Regions from separate parts of the Mus musculus genome. Here region 2 is linked to region 1. Evidence: chromatin contacts called from public HiChIP or PLAC-seq data. All regions are on one chromosome and are shown on one strand. Each heading gives the region's core, a stretch centred on a gene start, on an enhancer-like site or on the middle of the called end of the contact. The rest is flanking DNA. Distances are from core to core; before and after follow the strand shown.

The links. HiChIP or PLAC-seq counts read pairs in DNA pulled down with a chosen protein or histone mark.
Region 2: an H3K27ac HiChIP or PLAC-seq map of embryonic fibroblasts shows a contact between it and region 1, with 9 times the contacts expected there. The contact joins two enhancer-like sites. A contact is called at or near these places in 2 of 484 Hi-C or Micro-C datasets (the G1E-ER4 cell line and embryonic fibroblasts) and 1 of 115 datasets of contacts at active chromatin or transcription factors (embryonic fibroblasts).

The regions. Positions count from the first base shown.
Region 1 is chr13:45,560,085-45,565,093 of GRCm38.p6, forward strand. All of the region lies in intron 7 of Atxn1 (ataxin 1), which reads right to left. Among named protein-coding and RNA genes, the nearest start is that of Gm34582, 37 kb to the left of the region's middle. Within about 2 kb of position 2,012, at least 46 of the 459 cell types and tissues checked have an H3K27ac peak or open chromatin away from gene starts, as enhancers often do. A contact at or near this core is called in embryonic fibroblasts, where this site is marked.
Region 2 is chr13:45,838,401-45,843,409 of GRCm38.p6, forward strand. All of the region lies in intron 3 of Atxn1 (ataxin 1), which reads right to left. Among named protein-coding and RNA genes, the nearest start is that of Atxn1, 120 kb to the right of the region's middle. Within about 2 kb of position 1,936, at least 35 of the 459 cell types and tissues checked have an H3K27ac peak or open chromatin away from gene starts, as enhancers often do. A contact at or near this core is called in embryonic fibroblasts, where this site is marked.

The sequences.
Region 1 (5,009 bases), core at 762-3,261:
AGACCTCCTGATAGTGGCTCCCTTGTTCTCTCTCCATCCTTATTCTTCACGTCGTTTGGTTCCAAAATCCTGGAAATCACAATGTCTTCTCTTCCTTCTTTCCATTACCCACATCTAAATCACAGACAAACTTTACTGGATTCTCTTCCATAACATCTAGACAATTCCTCATGATGTTCACCACCTGAGTTTTGGCCAAGCCCAGCATGTCACTTGGGGAAAAATGTCACCAGAACAAGCCTCACAGGATTCACCTGCCACAGCTCTTCACTACACACTGGAAGGTGTGTGTGTGAGTGAGTGTGTGTGTGTGTGTGTGTGTGTGTGTGTGTGCTTATTTAACTCTAAAGATACTTGCCTCCTGCCCAGTCTGTGCACTTCAGACAGAGCCTTCTTGGCATCCTGTTTCAGACAGTGCCCCATCCATCCCTAACTTCCTTCTTATAAACATTGTATCTTCCCCAGAATGCTTCTATTTTGATGCACTATCTTTGTACTTTACTCCTAGAGTTTCTCAAGCATTCTGTAAACTTACACTGCTATTCCCAGAGTCTAAGATGCTTTTGGATGTAAGCGATGCTCAGTAAAACTCTAAGAGATGGCTTGACTTAGAAACAGGAAACACTGCAATGGTAGAGGTGACCAGCAGAGGGCACGGTTGGAGACAATGGAGAAATCTCTTGTCCTTCTGGATGGAGAAAGCCAGACATGGAGGCAGTAAGGCCTCACTTCCCGGCTCATAACCGTGCATTTATATCATAGTTAAGGACTAGCTTTTCACATTGCACTTAGCTTGCGTCAATGTGAGAAACGCCACAAAATCCCGGTAATGAGTTAGTCAACAAGGACTGTATCTAAACACTACGCACACATAGATAGTTCTGCTGTTTGATTGCATATTTCAATCTTAGATTAGTACTGCATCCTCACACACACACATATGGACATTTCCCCAAAAGCAGGGCAGAAGGAAGAGGGACCGTCTGTTGTTTAAACACGTCTCTTCTTCCTTCCGGAGGCTTCCTGTTTTCACAAATGTGAACGGTGTCTGCCTCACCAAGCTTTCCTCTCTCAACCCAAGTTAGCACCATCTCTTCCTCTAGCTCCTCCTGGAGCTAGAAGTCATCCGCATCCCTGAGGCTGCTTTAGTGAGTAAGTCTTCCTTTGGGTTAGATTACTGAGCATGGAGCTCCTGATTGCCTGCGGGGTGAAATTACAAAATCTTTTTTTTCTTTTTTTAAACCTGCTCTTTTCCTCTGAGAAGGAACTGCAGGACTATGTTCCCAACACAAAGCAAAGCAGAGGACTCCACAGTGAGGATGAAGTGGGCTGAGAGTGAGCTACTGATTTCAGTGTTTCAAAATCATTAATAAAAGCTTTCAAGCTCTTCAGTAAAGTGTGAAAGGATCGGGGAGCGTTCTATTTAAAAGCCTCTAGTCACATGACTTAGCCTTTTTGTGGGAGCATTTTTGGCTCTCAGAAGTCTGAGGCAGGGGGACTGCCAAGAGTTTAAGGTCAGGTAGGGTGATACCTTAAGACAAAGTAAAATAAAGCCAAGCCGTAAAGACCATGGTCTAAAGCAACTTGTCATCAAGAATAAGACCATCAAGTAGGGGACACTTATACCCTAAAATGATTGAAGAGCAACAGGTTTCTTCTATTTTGATGGCTACGATACCCAAGCTCCTCTCAAACTTCCAGGCTCAAGTAATCCTCCTGCCTAGGTAGCTAGGACTACAGTCCTGTGCCACCTCGTGGATCAAAAGACACACAAGAATGGTTTGATGCAGTTTCCTAGAGAGAGCCTTTTGACATCAGAACTGATTGGAAGTAAGGTATCATTGACAACTGGTCCATAGACCTAGCACATGGCCTTCAGTCAGGCCACGGACCATTTGTGTTTTGATGGATTTGTTTTTGTTTCTACCAGCCTGGACAGCAGATATTGTTGAGCATGCTTCTCCTGGTAGCTAAGGGACTGACTCTTCAGGCTTATTTACTGCTTGCATGAGTGCCTGGCCTATTTTTAGGATCCAGCTAATCCATTAAAACATCACCACCAGTGACTCACAGTCCACAGCAGTCAAACTGAGAAATAGCGGAATGAAAGAAAAGCCATCCATCCACACACAGCGAGCACAGCATCCTAGCCCGCCACGGGAGCGTGTGCACCTGCCCACACGGGGGGAAGGGAAGCAACAGTGAATATAAAGAAGCCACCAAGGAAGCCAGGGAAGCAGTCACCTCAGGAGGACCTGGGAAGTGACAGACAGCCCTAATAACACAGAGCTCAGCATCGAGGAGGAGGAGAGCGGCAGCAGCGGGCCAGAGCACTTTACAAATGGCACGCTTTACCAAGGTGCTGCTGAGTGCGTCCTGGGTGCTCTTCAGAAAAGCTGATGTCCAGGGGCAGAGATGAGCAGGCTGCTGTCCACCAGGAGGCACTGAGGACAGAAGCCAAAAGTGGCTAGCCAGTGGTGTGCTCTTGGATAGGAGCTTCCCTAGTGGTGATGACGGCTGCTGATTTCTAACTTTGTACACGGGTCCTCGTGCTGCTCTGAAGGGGTGGACTTCTGGTCCTCACTCATATCTGGCTCCTACTGCTGGCTGGATACCTATACTCATGCCAGCTAGAGTGTCCATTTAGACTACCTAGTAGAAGTGGGAGCAATGGCCTTCCTCAGCACTGGGACAGACAACAAGGAGAGAGGCAGGCTCAGGGTGGCTTTGCTGGCTTCACGGAGAAAGCCATCTTTCTGACTAGTGTTGAGAAGACTTTCTTCTGTAAGTTATTTTCAGAGCAGACAATGGTGTATTTTCTCTCCAGAAGCAAACCTCTCCCTTTTCAGGGTCAACGTTGCTTACAGAATAATGAACACTGTGCCAAGTGCCAGGGCCACCAGGTATGGAGGACACACTGAGACATTTTGGGTTTGGTGTATCTACAAATGCATTTCCCCAGCTCATAAACTTGCATCATACCATGATACTAATTCCTTTTTCTTTTCTTTTTCTTTCTTTACTCCGGATCCCATAGCTGAGCCATGCCCCAGGCTTATGGCTCAATACTAGGAACAGGAAGTGGGATATATTTGGGAACTAACCCAAAGAAAGAAATCTGATGTCCTGTGGGGCTCCCAGGCCGAACCTGCCTTTGTGGGATGCTCTACTTGTCTACCTAGAGAGGAAAGAGCTTGCTTTCCTTGGCAAACACAGTCTTAGGGACAGATGCTTATAGTCTGTGCCATAGCGCTGTTCTACAAGGGTGTAACAGTGCACTGTGCAGCAAAGCCAGAGATGGTGGATGACAAACATAGAAAAAGCATTATACTATAATATTACTTCCTCATCATAAATGCCAGACAGAGACAACATTGGAGGCATCTTTCCACAAGAGAAAGTTATGTGAGAGAAGTTAGGATTCAGCTCCTAACTTAATAGTGGCCAAGGGCGTGGGAACATGGCTCTGTGGGTAATGGTACTCTTGCCACACAAACAAGAGGACCTGAGTTTGAATCCCCAACACCCATGTGAAAATCCAGGGTGGCTATGTATGCTTGTAACACCAGCATATTAGAGCATACATTTCCAGGGTTTGCTGGCCAGCCAGCCTAGACTAAAGGAAAGCATTCTCATCTGAAGGTATTACGGTAGTAAGGCAGGGAGGGAGAGAGGTAGACAGCCACCATCCTTCCCTGCTTCCTCATGGGCTCTACAGGCTTTTGCACCTACACTCTTAGACATAAAATTCTCCCCCACCTCTCTCTCTCTCTCCTTCCCCTCCCCAACAGTCACCAACACAAATACCTACTTCTGTTCCTACAATATCCATGTCTGATTATCTGGATGCCTCTAGAATATTCCCTGAATATACTTTTAACTTTTGATCACTGAAGCAAATAAAAACAACCAGGTTTGTTCTGGAAGACAGAAAATCAAAGGTTTCAAACAAAACCAAGCAAACAAACAGATGAGGAAGGTGAAGGGCAGAAACCTTAAGTAGTACAACTTTTGTCTGGTGATGTACAAGGAACTAGATTCCAACACACACAAACATTATGTACAGCATAGACACATACATACACACTATGGACAGACAGACAGACACACGTACCACAGACACACTCATACATATAAACTCTATAGACAGAGCCATACATATACACACCATAGACACACCCACACACCCACACACATATATCTCATAGATAGACATACAGTACACCACAGACATATATACACACATATACTCCATAGACAGTCACACAGACACAGATATACACACACCACACACATACACCATAGACACACACATACACACATATACCCCCATACCTCCATAGACAGACACACATACATATACACAGACAGATACATAGATACCCACACAGACACCATACACATACACACATAGACACACATAGACAAACACACACATAAAATTTAAAACCCCAAACAACAATGGAAAACAAAACCAAACCAAACCCTACAAGATGAGAAGATTGTCTTTATACAGCATCCTTAGGTTAGCCTGTTTTAGAAAAGAGAGAACATCCACTGGGGAAGCATGGGAAAACCACTTGCCCCACACAAATGCACATCTGGGCTTCCAGCTCTCCTCACTGCCCCTCAGTGTTCTCTGGGAAGGACCTTGGAGGTTTTCTGAAGCCATCCCTCCTTGCAGATTTCTGTTCCTGTAGAACTTATGTCTAGGGTCACAAAGCTATTTCTGTCTGAGAGAAACCATCTTTCTTCCACAAGTTCCCTAACTGATTTTGGGATTTTGCTCCAGAAGTCCAACAATTCGCTTATTTCTATATTTCCCTGTGGGTGTTGCTGTGAGCTGTATCTAACCAGTTGCAGAGACCCAGACATCTGCTCAGGCTAGGGAGAAAGGTCTTCCCAGAGATACTGGAGAAGGAGGGCTGCCATTGCAAGATCAATTAAATCTGCTGTCATTCTTTCTCCCTTACTGGGCTTCCCCCTCTCTCCCTTTTTCTCCGTCTGGC
Region 2 (5,009 bases), core at 686-3,185, 280 kb after region 1:
CATCTGTACACAGCAAAGTGCCATTTGTGGAAACCCGTCTTTGGGGTCCTTGGAGAGTACGTTGGATTAGCGCTGTGGTACACCTAAGGTTGGTGGCCACGATGAGAAGCAGAAGTGATAGGAAGGCACCCAGAAGCCATGAAGTTGGTTCATGTAGAGGAGCAAGCCCTCTGCTACACTCCACGGTTCTGTTCCTGCACCTTTGTCTAACACCTGGAATCCAACCTGGTTAGAGCAGCAGTGTGGGTCACTGCCCCTTTGGGGTCACGTATCAGGTCTTTACATTATGATTTGTAGGAGTACCAAATTATAGTAATAAAGTAGCAATGAAATAATTTTATGGTTGGGAGGGTGTTCACCATAACATTAGGAACTGTGTGGAAGGGTTACAGTATTGGGAAGCTTGAGAACCACTCAAACATTATGTTCCTGTAGTGGTGAGGATCAAACCCAGGACCTTGTGAAACCTAAGCAGGTGCTCTACCACTGAGCTATGTTCCTAGCTTTTCAACACATCTCAGTAGTGACAAAGAAGAAAAAGAAGAAGGAGGAGAAGAAGAAGAAGAAGAAGAAGAAGAAGAAGAAGAAGAAGAAGAAGAAGAAGAAGAAGAAGAAGAAGGAGGAGGAGGAGGAGGAGGAGGAGGAGGAGGAGGAGGAGGAGGAGGAGGAGGAGGAGGAGGAGGAGGAAGAGGAAGAGGAGAAGGAGGAGGAGGAGGAGCAGGAGGAAGAAGAGGAGGAGGAGGAAGAGGGGGAAGGAGGGGAGGAGGAGAAAGAGAAGAAGGTAGAGAGAGGGAGGTAGAGGAGGAAGAGGAAGAGGGAGGGGGAGGGAGGGGAAGAGGAGAAAGAGAAGAAGGAAGAGGGAGGGAGGGGAAGAGGAAGAAGAAGAAGGAGAAAGAAAAGGGAGAAGAAAAGAAGAAGGAGGAGGAGAAGGAGGAGGAAAAAGAGGAAGAAGACGAGGAAGAGGATGAGGAGGAAGAGGAGGAGAACTCATGCATGGCTGGGCAGTGGTGGCGCATGCCTTTAATCCCAGCACTTGGGAGTCAGAGGCAGGTGGATTTCTGAGTTTGAGGCCAGCCTGGTTTACAGAGTGAGTTACAGGACAGCCAGGGCTACACAGAAAAACCCTGTCTTGAAAAACCAAAAATAAATAAATAAATAAATAAATAAATAAATAAATAAATAAATAAATAAATGAAGAAGAGGATGAGGAAGAAGAGGAGGAAGGAAGAAGAAAAAAAGGAGAAGAAAAAGAAGGAGGAGGAGAAGGAAAAGAAGATGATCTCTAAGTACTCCAACTTCAAATCAGACAGGATTCTTTTATTAGAGGGACAGCATACATGTCAAAGACACTTGGAAAATCACAAGCTGAGGGCTGTCAAGTTGAAGCTCTGCCTTGTTGTTGCAGAAAGTCATTCCAATCTTCTCTCCTTTCAGGAAGTAGATGAGAGCCCTCTGGAATCCTTTCCTGAGGGGTCTTAGAGCTTCGGTGTAAGGGAAGTTCAGTTTCCACCAGTAACTGCCCTCACAGACATCTGAAAATAACACATTCATTCTGACAGTGACTCACACCACTTTTAATTATGGCTCATCAAAGATGTAAATAAAAAAACAGTGTTCACCTCTACTATTGATGCACTAGCAGGGAGGAATACTTCCGCTTTGAGTCACATCAGCACCAGTGGGGCAGGCTGTGATTCACCCATTTCCAAGGGTCACATCATGGGTCACTGCTCATGGCTGGACAGAGGTAGGTCGGCAGAGTGGTTAGAAAATGAACGCAGAAGAGAGTAACTACGAGTCACAGGGAAGATGGTATCTGAAGAACGGGGGCCACTTTTCTAGCAGGCGTTACAGAAGCACGAGTCTGCTCAGAGAGAACTACAAAGAATTCAGGCCAAATAGGGGCTAAAAAATGAGAGGAAATCGGAGCCAACGATGAACAGGAAGGAACATGAAACTGTGTGGTGGCGTTTTCTTGAGCTAACAAGGAGAAATGCTGAGGTGCTTCCTTCTCCAAGATTCTAATAGAGCCTGGCTTCTGAAATTAGAATGAGATTCATAATGTATTAGTAATTATTTATATAGTCAAGTACTGACAGCATATGCTCTATAAAATAAAACCGTATTTCAAATGCTGCATTAAAAGCACCGTAGTAAACGAGTGAGCTGAAAGTCAGGCATAGTGGCCTATGGCTATAATCTTAGCCCTCAAGAAGTAGAGACAAGAGAACCTGAGTTCAAGACCAGCCTGACATATACTGTGAGTTCTAGGCTTGCTTAAGATACGCCACGTGACCCTGGATTTAAAACAACACAAACAAAACCAATAACAACAAGTTAGGAGCCAGACCAAAAAAAAGGGTGGGGGGGACCATATGTGGTATGATTTTGAATGGTATCTTTTAAAAATCAAATGCATAGAGACAGAAAGTTGAATAGAGAAGCCAGGTATGTTAACCATACCATTAATCCCAGCCCCCTGGAGGCAGAGGCAGGTAGATCTCTGTGCACTCCAGACTAGCCCAGTTCACATAGTTCCAGCCCAGCCTGGCCTGTATGTGAGATCCTGTTTCAAATAAACAAATAGAAGAGTAGAAAGGGGAGCGGAGAGGTAGTCTCTAGGAGCTAGAAGACAAAAGAGTAGGAAATTCATGGTCCAATAGGTGGAGTTTGTGTTTGGAATGATGGAAACCTCTGGAATGGATAGACGACGAATATCCAGCACTGGAAATGTATACAATGCCACTGAATTGTGTACTTAACAGCAGTATGAGTGGTGTGTGTGTGTGTGTGTGTGTGTGTGTGTGTGTGGTGTGTGTGTGGTGTGTGGTGTAATGTGTGTGTGTGTGTGTGTGTGTGTGTATGGTGTGTGGGGTGTGGGGTGTGTGTGTGTGTGTGTGTGTATGGTGTGTGGGGTGTGGGGTGTGTGTGTGTGTGTGTATGGTGTATGGTGTGTGGTGTGTGGTGTGTGTGGTGTGTGTGTATGGTGTGTGGTGTGTGTGTGTGTGTGTGTGTGGTGTGTGTGTGTGGTGTGTGGTCTGTGGTGTGTGATGTGTGGTGTGTGTGTGTGTGTGTGTGTGTTGTGATGTGTGTGTCTGTATGTGTCTGTGTGTAGTTGGCTTTTTATATCCAGACAGCCTGCTTCCATAGATTCAACCAACAGCAAACAGAAAAGATCTACAAGGAAAAAAAAATTACAACTATATAGTTGTAATGTAGTGACAGAGTCCTCAGGGAGCATGCATAAAACCCTGGCATGGTGTGTGGTGGCACATATTATACCCCAGCACTCAGGAGGTGGAGACAGGGTGATTGAAGTTCAAGGTCAACATAGCAAGCTGACATAGACTGGGCTATATGAAGCCCTGTCTAAAATAAAAGTACCCATGTGTATATATGTATATATACAGAAATAGGTAGATACATAGATGATAGATAGATAGAGGACAGATAAATAGAGAGATAGACCAATACAGAGATACATAAATATAGATACATACATATATATGTATACAAGGTAGATAGATAGATAGATAGACAGACAGACAGACAGACAGATAGATACATAGAAGACAGATAGAGATAGACCAATAGATACATAAAAGATAGATACATACATGTATACTAGATAGATAGATAGATAGATAGATAGATAGATAGATAGATAGATAGATAGAAGATAAATAGACAGATAGACCAATACAGAGGTACATAAAAGATAGATACATACATATATGTATACAAAATAGATAGATAGATAGATAGATAGATAGATAGATAGATAGATAGATAGATAGATAGATAGATAGAATAAAGTGATCAAATTAAGGACAGTTTGAATGTAGCATGTCTGAAGTGTCAACTGGGTCCCTAGACAGTATCTCTTTCGAGATAATGAGATCAGGAAAGTTCCAGGTAAGGCTGGAGATGATACTAGTCTGACAACTCAGCAATTAGGTGGAGGTAGCCATATCCATTCCTGCAAAGTGCTAAGTGCCTGTAAACCCATACTAGCATAGTTGCAAAACACTCAACTCCCAAATGAGAAGCACTCAAACGATTTCATATTTTAGCAAATCTTAGAACACATTGTCGTAGCACAGAGAACTCTAAAATTCATCTGGCAAAATATAATATAAATCTGATATTCACTAAGGTCAAGTTTGCGTAATAATTTTCTTGTGGCTTCACTGGCCATGGCTTTTGATACTATAAGCTAAACTTCCTCCATAAAACCAGGCAGCCCTGGGATCCAGCGCTGCAAAGCTTGTTGCTATGTATCTCAGTGCTATAATGAATCTGGATTCAATCAGATGGAGGAAGCAAAGTGCTTGCCTTAAATATCCAGGGCTCCTGCTAGGCACTCACTCCCAAATCTATTTATTGCGAAGGGCAAACTCACTTTGCAGGCTCAGCCTAGGATGCTGGGCTCATACCAGTGGCTAATTTGACTGCCTCCTGCAAATGGCCACCTGCCAGCAGCATCACTTAGACTAACGCTGGTCCTGAGGACAGTTGAAAACAATTTCTTCCCCCATCAACCTCTGCAAAGGCGATCATGTCCTTGGAGAGCAAGAGGCTGCCTGCTTAGCAACAAGAACTTAAGCCAGGAGAAGCCAATGCAGAGACTGAGAAGAGCAGGCAAAGTAGGACCCTGGTTTTGAATCTTAGCTTCATCATCTATAAGCTAGGTCACACTCTCCAGTCCCAACAGCGCTTGCCATTAAAATAATATATAGCTTAAATGTAAAGTTAATATGTCTTTAAGACATCCCATGAGGATGAAGGGAGATGAGACCTATACAAGAGTAATTTATATAGTGTGATGGTTTGTATATGCTTGGCCCAGGGAGTAGCACTATTAGAAGGTGTGGCCCTGTTGGAGTAGGTGTGTCACTGTGGACGTGGGCTATAAGACCCTCATCCTAGATGCCTGGAAGTTAGCCTTCCACTAGCAGCCTGCAGATGAAGATGTAGAACTCTCAGCTCCACCTGCACCATGACTGCCT